Linked DNA regions of Mus musculus: region 1 is linked to region 2. Evidence: chromatin contacts called from public promoter capture Hi-C data. All regions are on one chromosome and are shown on one strand. Each heading gives the region's core, a stretch centred on a gene start, on an enhancer-like site or on the middle of the called end of the contact. The rest is flanking DNA. Distances are from core to core; before and after follow the strand shown. Region 1 holds the start of Ints3 (integrator complex subunit 3). Region 2 holds the start of Pmf1 (polyamine-modulated factor 1).

The links. Promoter capture Hi-C pulls out the DNA fragments that hold promoters and counts their contacts.
Region 1: a contact with region 2 is called in a promoter capture Hi-C map of pre-B cells, with 4 times the contacts expected there. The contact joins the promoter of Ints3 here to the promoter of Pmf1 in region 2. A contact is called at or near these places in 3 of 39 promoter capture datasets (liver and pre-B cells).

The regions. Positions count from the first base shown.
Region 1 is chr3:90,432,100-90,436,807 of GRCm38.p6, forward strand. Ints3 (integrator complex subunit 3) reads right to left here and starts at 1,537. Exons shown (of 30, transcript NM_145540.3): 1 at 705-1,537. The coding sequence starts at 851.
Region 2 is chr3:88,408,009-88,412,347 of GRCm38.p6, forward strand. It overlaps Pmf1 (polyamine-modulated factor 1), which reads right to left and starts at 2,389. Exons shown (of 5, transcript NM_025928.4): 1 at 2,148-2,389. The coding sequence starts at 2,299. Slc25a44 (solute carrier family 25, member 44) reads right to left here. Exons shown (of 4, transcript NM_178696.5): 4 at 2,486-4,339.

The DNA.
Region 1 (4,708 bases), core at 287-2,786, 2.0 Mb after region 2:
CCTGGCTGTCCTGGAGCTCTCTTTGTAGACCAGGCTGGCCTCAAACTCACAGAGATCCACTTGCCTCTGCCTCCCGTACCTCTCCTTCGTGTGTGTATGTACTCTCTGGTACTAAGGAAAGCAGTCCCCTATATACTGGCTCACCCCACTGCTATGACTGATATTACCAAACTAGATACTACTTACTTGTAAGTCTTCACTCACTCTATAAATGCTCGGTTAAAATCACTGACAAGTGTCTGTATCCACACACAGTCAATGATACCATCTAAGAAGAGGGGCCAAGTCTGTAGGAAGTTGCCAATCCTCAGACACCTGCCTGTAAACACATATATACTTTTCAACTTAACACTCTCAAATAGGGTGGATATTTTAGATAGCTATTGGTGTGTATGTGGGAAGAAATGAAAATAACTTTGGTCAGTACTGATGCTACATCCCTTCTGTAACCAACACCCCTCACACCCATTTTCTTAATAGCGGCAGCTGTTACTAGGGCAACCTGTCCAGGAAATTGACCCACACTTCTTCCTCCAGAAGCAGGAAGCAAGAGCAATGTTTCTGCCTTACAAAAAAAAAATAATAATAATAATAAATAAATAAAATAAACTTGAAGGCCTTTTCTCCCCACCCCCACCCCATATGCGATCCAGCATCCCTCCTCAACCCAATTCCTTACTCCCTTCCCCACCCCCCACACCTACCTCCTCTAACTCATCCTTGGCATCCAAACTGGTTGAAAGTAGCAGCCTCCCCCCTCCTGGGGCTCCTGCTCCCGCTCCTCCTCCTCCACCTCCCGCTGCTCCTGATGCAGCAGCTGCTACGGTCCCCTTTCCCTTCTGTAACTCCATGGCTGCAGCCAAGAGACCAGAAGAGGTCAAGGGAGTAGACGGGTGTTAAGTCCTAGAAATGGAGAACTCTGGCTTGCCAAGGACGAGGAGCAAGAGGAACAAGTGGGAGGGAGGCCGACAGGCCTGGCTTTCCGCACTCTTGCCTCCTCTCCTGCGGAGGGGGAAGGCGCGGGTTCTCTAGATGCTCCCTCAGGAGTGGCCGGGCTGGGGCAAAGCTTTTGCGCAGAAGTATGGTAGACTAAGGGTCTTGTGTCCTGCAGGGAGATAGGCAAGGCTGCCACCCTTGCAGAAGTGGAGGGGGAAACCCTCTGGCTTCTTATCCTGAAAGGAGGGGAAACCCTAAGTTTCTGCCTCTCGAGGCGTGGGAAGGAGTCCTGGCCCTGAATTGGGAGTGGGAAACCTTCCCGGCGGGATTGGGAAACGCGGTTCCTTGGAATCCGGCCCCTAGCGGGTGAGGATGCAGCAGGAGCGCTATGGGAGGACCAGCTTCTCCCCACACCACACAGAGGCGGCCATGGTGGAAGGGCGGGGGAGGCTGAGAGTGCCCGAGCGGGCAGAGTCGTCGCCGGCGCCGGAAGTGAGCAGTCGCGGTCCCGGGCGTCCGCCAATAGCGGCTTCCGCGGTGGCGCCAGGTCTCTAAGGAGTAAGCCGACGACGGCGGACTGGCCTTTTCCCGGGCTGCCAATTGTAGGGAGAAGAATTGAGTCTGGTCTGACGGGCAACAAGTGTGCCCAATCGCATCCTTCCTCTGCATCTGGAGGCGGGACGGGAGGTACGGAGTGGGTGCTACTGCTGGGCGATCCGGAAAAAGCCGGGCTGCGCCTGCGCGCGCCAACACGCATGCGCGACGTTTCCCTCTTGCTCCACTCCCTACAGGTGTTCGGAACGTTGTCCTTGGGTAGTAGGCTGGGAGGATGGAAACCTAGCCCATAAGTGTCTATTCAGGAAAAGGAGCTGCCGAGTCCCAACCCCTACGCAGTCGCGTAGCAAACGCCCTCAGGGTCTGAAGCTACTTCCTGAACTAAAAATGCTACACGCGGCCGATTGTATGAGCTCTTGGGTGTGCAATTATTAGTAACAATTTGAAAACAAAAAAAGTGCATTGATTCTCTAGTGCAAACCAAATAGTTAGAATCGTACCAGCACTCGCTTTAACACAGTTTACTAAGTGATGGGACCTCGTCTTTTGAGACTCTGGGACTGACAAATGTCACTGAAGCCTATTGTATTTACACACACACAATCCATTGAGAGTTGTGGTTTGTTGTGATCATAGTAGGGCTTGATTGTATGAGAGTTCTTTTACCGTGCGTCTCTCAACAGAACTTTTCATTTTTAGGCGTATGAGCCTATTGCTGTCCACAGCTCTAAGGTGGGTGTGGTAATATATGCCTGCCATCCTAATACGTGGGAAGCTGGCCCATCAAATTCATGTTCCCCTTCCGTCCCCCATTTGTAGATATAGGCCTATTTTCCTGCACTATCCATTTTCAAGGCCAGTGGGCAGGTAAATTGTTAACAATGTCCTTGGAAGAATTCCAAGTTCCATAGCTACTGTTTTGGGAGTGAAGCACTCTTGAACCCAAGCTGGCCTCACTTTTGTGGCATTCTTTCTGCCTCCCAGGGACTTCTGTATCCTAATTACAAATAAAATAAGACCCGGACTGGCCGATCTCCAAATACACTTCTGGCATTCTACAATCCTCCTGAGTAAGCTTTGAATAACTTCTAGGTAAAGGACTGATTCAGCCTCGGAACTACAAACAAGTCATTACAATAGCTTAATATAACCGGGACACATGTATTGGATGGAAAGAAGAAAAAGAAAGGGCCGGGCGTGGTGGTGCACGCCTTTAATCCCAGCACTCGGGAGGCAGAGGCAGGTGGATTTCTCAGTTCGAGGCCAGCCTGGTCTACAAAGTGAGTTCCAGGACAGCCAGGGCTACACAGAGAAACCCTGTCTCAAAAAAACAAAAAAAAAAAAAAAAAAAGAAAAAAGAAAAGAAGGAAGGAAAAAAGATGTATAATACTGAATATTCTTTCCATTTTTTTTTTTTTTTTGAAGTGTACTGGGTTTGTTTGTGGTACTGATGATTGAACTCAGGAATTCAAAATAGGTAAATGCCCTGCCAGGGAACTTCCATGTGCTTTTTTTAATTTTAAAAATTCATTTATTGTTTTTTGAGACACTTGTTCCTATGTAGGTAAGGATGACTTTCCTGATCCTCTCAAGAGTTAGGACTGCATGTGTGCACCACCACAATTGTGCTTTATAGCATCTTTAAATAAGCACTGTATAGTGTAGTGGGGGCTGGCGCTGGGGTGCTTGCCTTCCATCTGCAAAGCTGCATTCACTCAGGAAGTGGTGGCGCACGCCTTTAATCCCAGCACTTGGGAGGCAGAGGCAGGCAGATTTCTGAGTTCGAGGTCAGCCTGGTCCACAGAGTGAGTTCCAGGACAGCCAGGGCTACACAGAGTAGCCCTGTCTTGAAAAAAAAACAATAATAATAATAATAATAGTAATAATAATAATAATAAAGGAAGAGGAAGAAAGAGGAGTGAATTGCTGGAGAGATGGAACAATGTAAAAATTGTTTGTCCTGAAGTGCGAGGAGTGGACTTTGGGTTTCTAGAGCCTATATGTGTGTGTGTGTGTGTATATATATATATATATATATATATATATATATATATATATATAGTGCCTAAGCAAGCATGTGTTCACTCAGATGTGTTTGGTGTTATTCCTTAGGGACAATCCACATTGTGTTTTGTATTGTTGTTGTTTTGTTTTTTATTTTTGGTTTTTGTTTTGTAGAAACCTAGGGTTTGTGTTTGGGCTAGGGCAGCTGAGCAGCAGGCCCAAGGATTTGTCAACCTCCACCTCCCTGGCACTGCGTCTGTCACAAGCTTCTTGCCATGCCCCATTGTTAACGTGGGAGCAAGTGATCAAACTCAGATACTCATGCATGCACAGTAGCCAGCTGAGCTCTCCCTCTGACATTTGTTTATTTATGTATTGTTTTTTGCACTCCAGAGGCAAAGGCAGGCAGATCTTTGAGTTCAAGGCCAGCCTGATGTACAGAAGAAGTTTCAGGACAGCCAAGATTACACAGAGAAACCCTGTCTCAAAAAACAAAACAAAACAAAACAAAACAAAACAAAACAAAAAAACTTTCTGCTTTAGCCTTCTAAGTGTGGAGATTAGAGGTTTATTCTATTTTTTAAATTATAGGTATTTTTTTTTTATTTTTCCTATGTTTTGTTTCTCAATGATTTGGTATAAAATAAGGACCAAGGCTCAGTGGTAGAGGAAGTGACTACCTAGCCTGGGTGAAGAAGTCCTATGTTCAATTCCCAGTAATTCCCTCCAGAAAAGTAAATGTCATTGAACTCTGCTGTAATAGCACAAGAATAGCTGAATTATCTTCTATTTCCTCTTAGAATGTGATATTACAAAATACTTTTCAGGATATTCAACTTGCAAAGTAGAAATTATATTATAAGCTTATCACAGGCTGGGACATAGCTCACTGGTAGGTAGGGCAATTGTCCAACCATGTGATGCCCTAAATTCAATATCCAATACTGAAAAACAGAAAAACAACAAATCTATTTCTCCATCCCCAAGAATACTTTCTTTAAATAGTGGCATAGGAGTAAAACTTTTTTTGGTGGGGAGAGGTGTTCAAGAACGTGCTATTCTGGGACTCAGTGTTGACCAGGTTGGCCTCAGATTCAAGCTAACTGCCTCTCCCTCCCAAGTGCTGGGATTAAAAGTGTGTGCCCCCACACTGGTTTAAGAGTTATTTTCTGCTGGGCTGTGGTGGCGAATGCCTTTAATCCCAGCACTTGGG
Region 2 (4,339 bases), core at 1,139-3,638:
ATTGTGTACATGGGCAAAGATGCAGTTGTCATGGGAACGGTTGGAAGACTGACTGGTACCTGGCCCTGTCCTAAGCATTCTAGGTGAGTTAGCTTATCAAGTCCTCACAGGATCCTTGTGATGACCATCCATTACCATCATCCCCAATACTCAGATGACCAAGAACTGGTAGACAGAAGCTTGTCCAAGGCCGCTCAGCTGGGATGTGATGAAGCCAGCTAGAATGTACACTCCACCATTCAGAGAAGGGAGAACCCAAGAATCTGAACTATAGAAGGGCCAAAGGGATTGAAGCAGAGACTAAGACCTGCACAGGTTGACTCAAAAGGACGGACTTGGGAGGTAAGACTAAGATGACGCAGCCTGACGAAGGCAGAAACCGTGAAGACAGAGTAAGAGGAGATCTGGACAGGCAGATCTGCACTCAGACATGAATTCTCACCACGACCAATTACCTGAACCTGCAGAGTGGGTAGGGAGTTTCTATGGCTCATACATAAAACTACTCTTTCTGTGTAGTACTGTTTCCTGAATGCCAACCAGCTTTGCTATTTCTGAGCCTGGAGGTAGAGCCCCAGGCCTCCCAGCAGCTCCATCACTGAGCCCTACCTACCACTGAGTCCCATCGCCCTCACCTCCTTGCCTTTCTTTAGTTTAAAATGCCAGCAACTGAGGCACAATTGATGTTCGCTCTTTCCTTGGGCTTAACATAACTATATAAATCACACCCTGCCTAGAGCATCCCAGGCCATAGCACTGGATCAGGATATGGTAAGACCTTAGCCCCTCAGCCTCATGGGACCCACTCCTCTGTAACAAGCTGCTGGCTGCACTGTGTCCTGGTGGGAGACCTGGCTTCTCTCTGAATAGTACTAACTGGCCTTTACCCTGGGCTCCACTAATACCACCAACCCAGTCTCTTCTGGCAGGTTCAAATGTCACAAGACACAGAAAAGGAATCCCTTGCTTGCTGCAGCTAAAGAGAAAGACTGTTTCAGAAGGTCCAGGAGACTGCCAGGACCAAAAAAAAAAAGATTTCGCTTTTGGAGAGACAAGGCAGGGGAGTGCAGATAGCAGGGCCATGTGCGACTGCATCTTTATATTGTGAAACCTAAGATTGGCACTTCTGGCAGTTGGGCCTTAGCCAGGCCAACGAAAAGGACAGCAGGGCAAGAATTTGAGGTCCACCTGAAGCCAGCATGTCCAGTCTTCCTCTAGTCACTGTGGAAGTCACTAGAGCTCTGCTGGCTGGAGCGGGAAGGCATGGGAGGTGGCGAGCACTGAGCCTATAGTCTTTTTTTTTTGAGACAAGGTTTCTCTGTAGCCCTGGCTGTCCTGGAACTCACTCTGTAGACCAGGCTGGCCTCAAATTCAGAAATCCGCCTGCCTCTCCCTCCCAAGTGCTGGGGTTAAAGGCTTGCGCCACCACTGCCCGGCTAACATTCCTTTTTTTAAAATGTTAATTTGATTCGGTCATGTTTATGTCTAGGTATTTTGCCTGCACGTATGTATTTGCACCATGTACATGCTTAATGCCCACCAGAATAGTGTCAGATCCCCTGGAAGTGGAGTTACAAGTGGGTGTGAACCACCATGTAGGTGCGCTGCAAGATCTGCAAGATCAACGAGTGCTCTTACCACTGAGCCCAGGACATTCCTGGTTATGAGGCCTGGCACACCAGCCTGTAAGGACAGCCACTCATTTCTGAGTTCGAGACCAGCTTGGTCTACAGAGTGAGTTCCAGGACAGCCAGGGCTACAGAGAAATCCTTTCTCAAAAAAAAAAAAAAAAAAAGACTGCAAGCTCAGTGCTTGCCACCTCCCGCGCGCTCCAGCCAGCAGAGCTCTGCGCTCATCTGGCGCCCTGGCGCGTTAGGTCTACGTAAGCAGATGACCTCTGGGGAAGGACGTCGGCTGCCCTAAGGCTGCCGCGGGCCCCAGGCTGCTGCCTTGCGGGACGGTGGAGAAGACAGCAACTGCAATCCGACCTTCCCTCTACTCCTCCGCAAACCGCGGCGAGAGGTTTCAGGGGAGCAGCCCTGCTCCACCGCGGCGGGTCGCCCACGTGACTGCGCCAAGCGTATCTCGCGGGACTTACGATCCTGCGACAGACCTCCCGCCACCTCTCCCCATTGGTCGCCACCTACCTCCTGTCGGCGACTAGCTTCTGGAGGAAAGTGTCTACTATGGCGTCCAGGAGTTTCACCCTGGGGATGGTCGCGTCCCCTGGCACAGCTTCCGGAGAGGAGCCCTCAGGCCCCCTTTCCGCAGCCTCGCTATCTCGGCTCACCTCAGCCATGTTGAAATTGAACCGCCAAAATAAACTGGCCCTGCAGCTCCTCCCAACAGGACCTCCGATTGGAGGCCGCGGAATGCCCGTCACGGAGCCGGATGGGGCGGGGCAGTGGCCGAGGACGAGGAATTAGTTCTCAGCTCCGGGGGGAGGGAGGGGGGGAAGGGCAGAAAACAAAACCCAAAAGCCAGAGTTTAGGGGCTCAATAAAAACTTTTAATTACATTTCAAAGATCTCATACAGTGCAACAGTGAATATTCGCAGCTAATCTCCTCGAGTCCATTTCTAGCTAATGCTGAATGTGCATTCTTTCCCATGTGCCTCTATCCAGCCCTCCTGTCTTGCCGAGTTTCTAATTTGTGTGTTGACCAATGGGTCAACATTTCTAGCTGTTTTGGTCTCCAGTTTTGGAAAAATGGCCGCCCACTGGCTCATCTTCACCAAGGCCAATCCCAGACCCTGACCTTGGGAGAGTAGGAGTTCCGACACGGGGGTGCCTTTTACCTTTATATCCAAGGTCCTTTCAAACACAAGGGGAAAGAAGGAAAGGGAGATAGGACAAGAAAGGGAGAGGCTTAAACACCGGACAAGAAAAGTCGGGAAGGAGTAACCTAAGGTATGAAAGGTGGGAGGAACCTATGTCCACACTCTGCCCCGTTAGGAAAGACCAAAGAGCAGAGCTGTCCAATCACAAAGGTCTTGATAGTGAAAGCCTGAGAGGGGCCCTTGCTCCACTGTATTGATAGGTCTTAAGGTAGAGGTGAGGAGCGAAAGGATTTAAAATGATCTGTGGGCTTCACCCTTCAGATGACTATGGGCAAGATTGAAGGGCTCTCTCAATAAAGTGCAGGAAGTGGGGCCTGGCGGCGTCCTGTAAACCTGGAACTTAGGAGGTGGAGGAAGATGAAGAGTTCTAGGCTACCCTCTGCTACATAATGAATTCAAACCCAGCCTGGGATATATGAGACCCTGTCTCAAAAAACAAACCAAAATGCTGAGACATTAGTAGAGGGCTCAGAAGGAAACAAATACAGACTACAGCGAGTAGTAGGAGGTGTGTGTGTGGAGACTGGGTCAAGTCAGGATGGAAGAATGTGGAGCAGCCGTGAGAAACATGAAGGCTTCAGTTAGCACCTTCCAATTTGGCACCATGGCATTTCCCAAGCATCTCCCAGGCTGAAGAGCAAGATCTGCCTGCTTTCTTCCCTCCCATTCCTGGATGTGCCTCTCTGCCACCAACACAGGCTCAGTAGAGGCAGGGAAGAGGGACGCTCCTGAGGAAAGCATCAATGGTTTTGGCAGTAAGAGGCTGGTAACCAGGTGGACCTGGCCTTGGGTGCCTTCCTGACTGTATTTTTTTTTTTTTTCTGTTGCCAGCACAGGGTACCATGACTGGGATGATACTTCACAACCAAGGACAAGAAAAAAAAGGATAGTTCATATTCCAGAGTCCCACTGTGAGACACCTGTTGCTATTCATCTGGGTGGCAGGTGTGCCTGTGGCACTGCTGCCTCGGGCTCAGAACCTCCGTTGTACCTCCAGGGCTTGGCTCAGCTGGCCTGAGGAGATAAGAGTGAGGAACACACATCCAAGCCAGTGGCTCTTTCCCAACCTGGCTTCAGGGCAAAGTTCCAAGGACAGTGTTCTCTAGTAAGTCTGACCCACTTATAACTATGCCCCTCTACTGTAGTCACCTGGGCCAATGAAGGCCAGCAGCTCATGCGGTTCCCGGGCCTGAGGGACAGGGAAGGGGGATAAAGAATTGGGATCTGTGTCACAGTTTTCCACTTCTCCAAGGAGTGGGGTCTGACAGCAGACTGAGCTATGAGGGTGAGTTGGCTCATTCACAGATGTTCAGCTACACATAGGAAGCCTTAGCATTCCTCCCTCCTAGTAACTCCCCTAGAAGATGAACGCCCTGCAGAGTGTGTGCTGCTCCGATTTGTCCCCCCAAAGGCAGGACAAAGCAGTGAACAACTCAGGTCCCAAATTTAAAATAAGCAGGCATAAAAAAATAAATAGACCCCAGGCAGCTACTCAGAGCC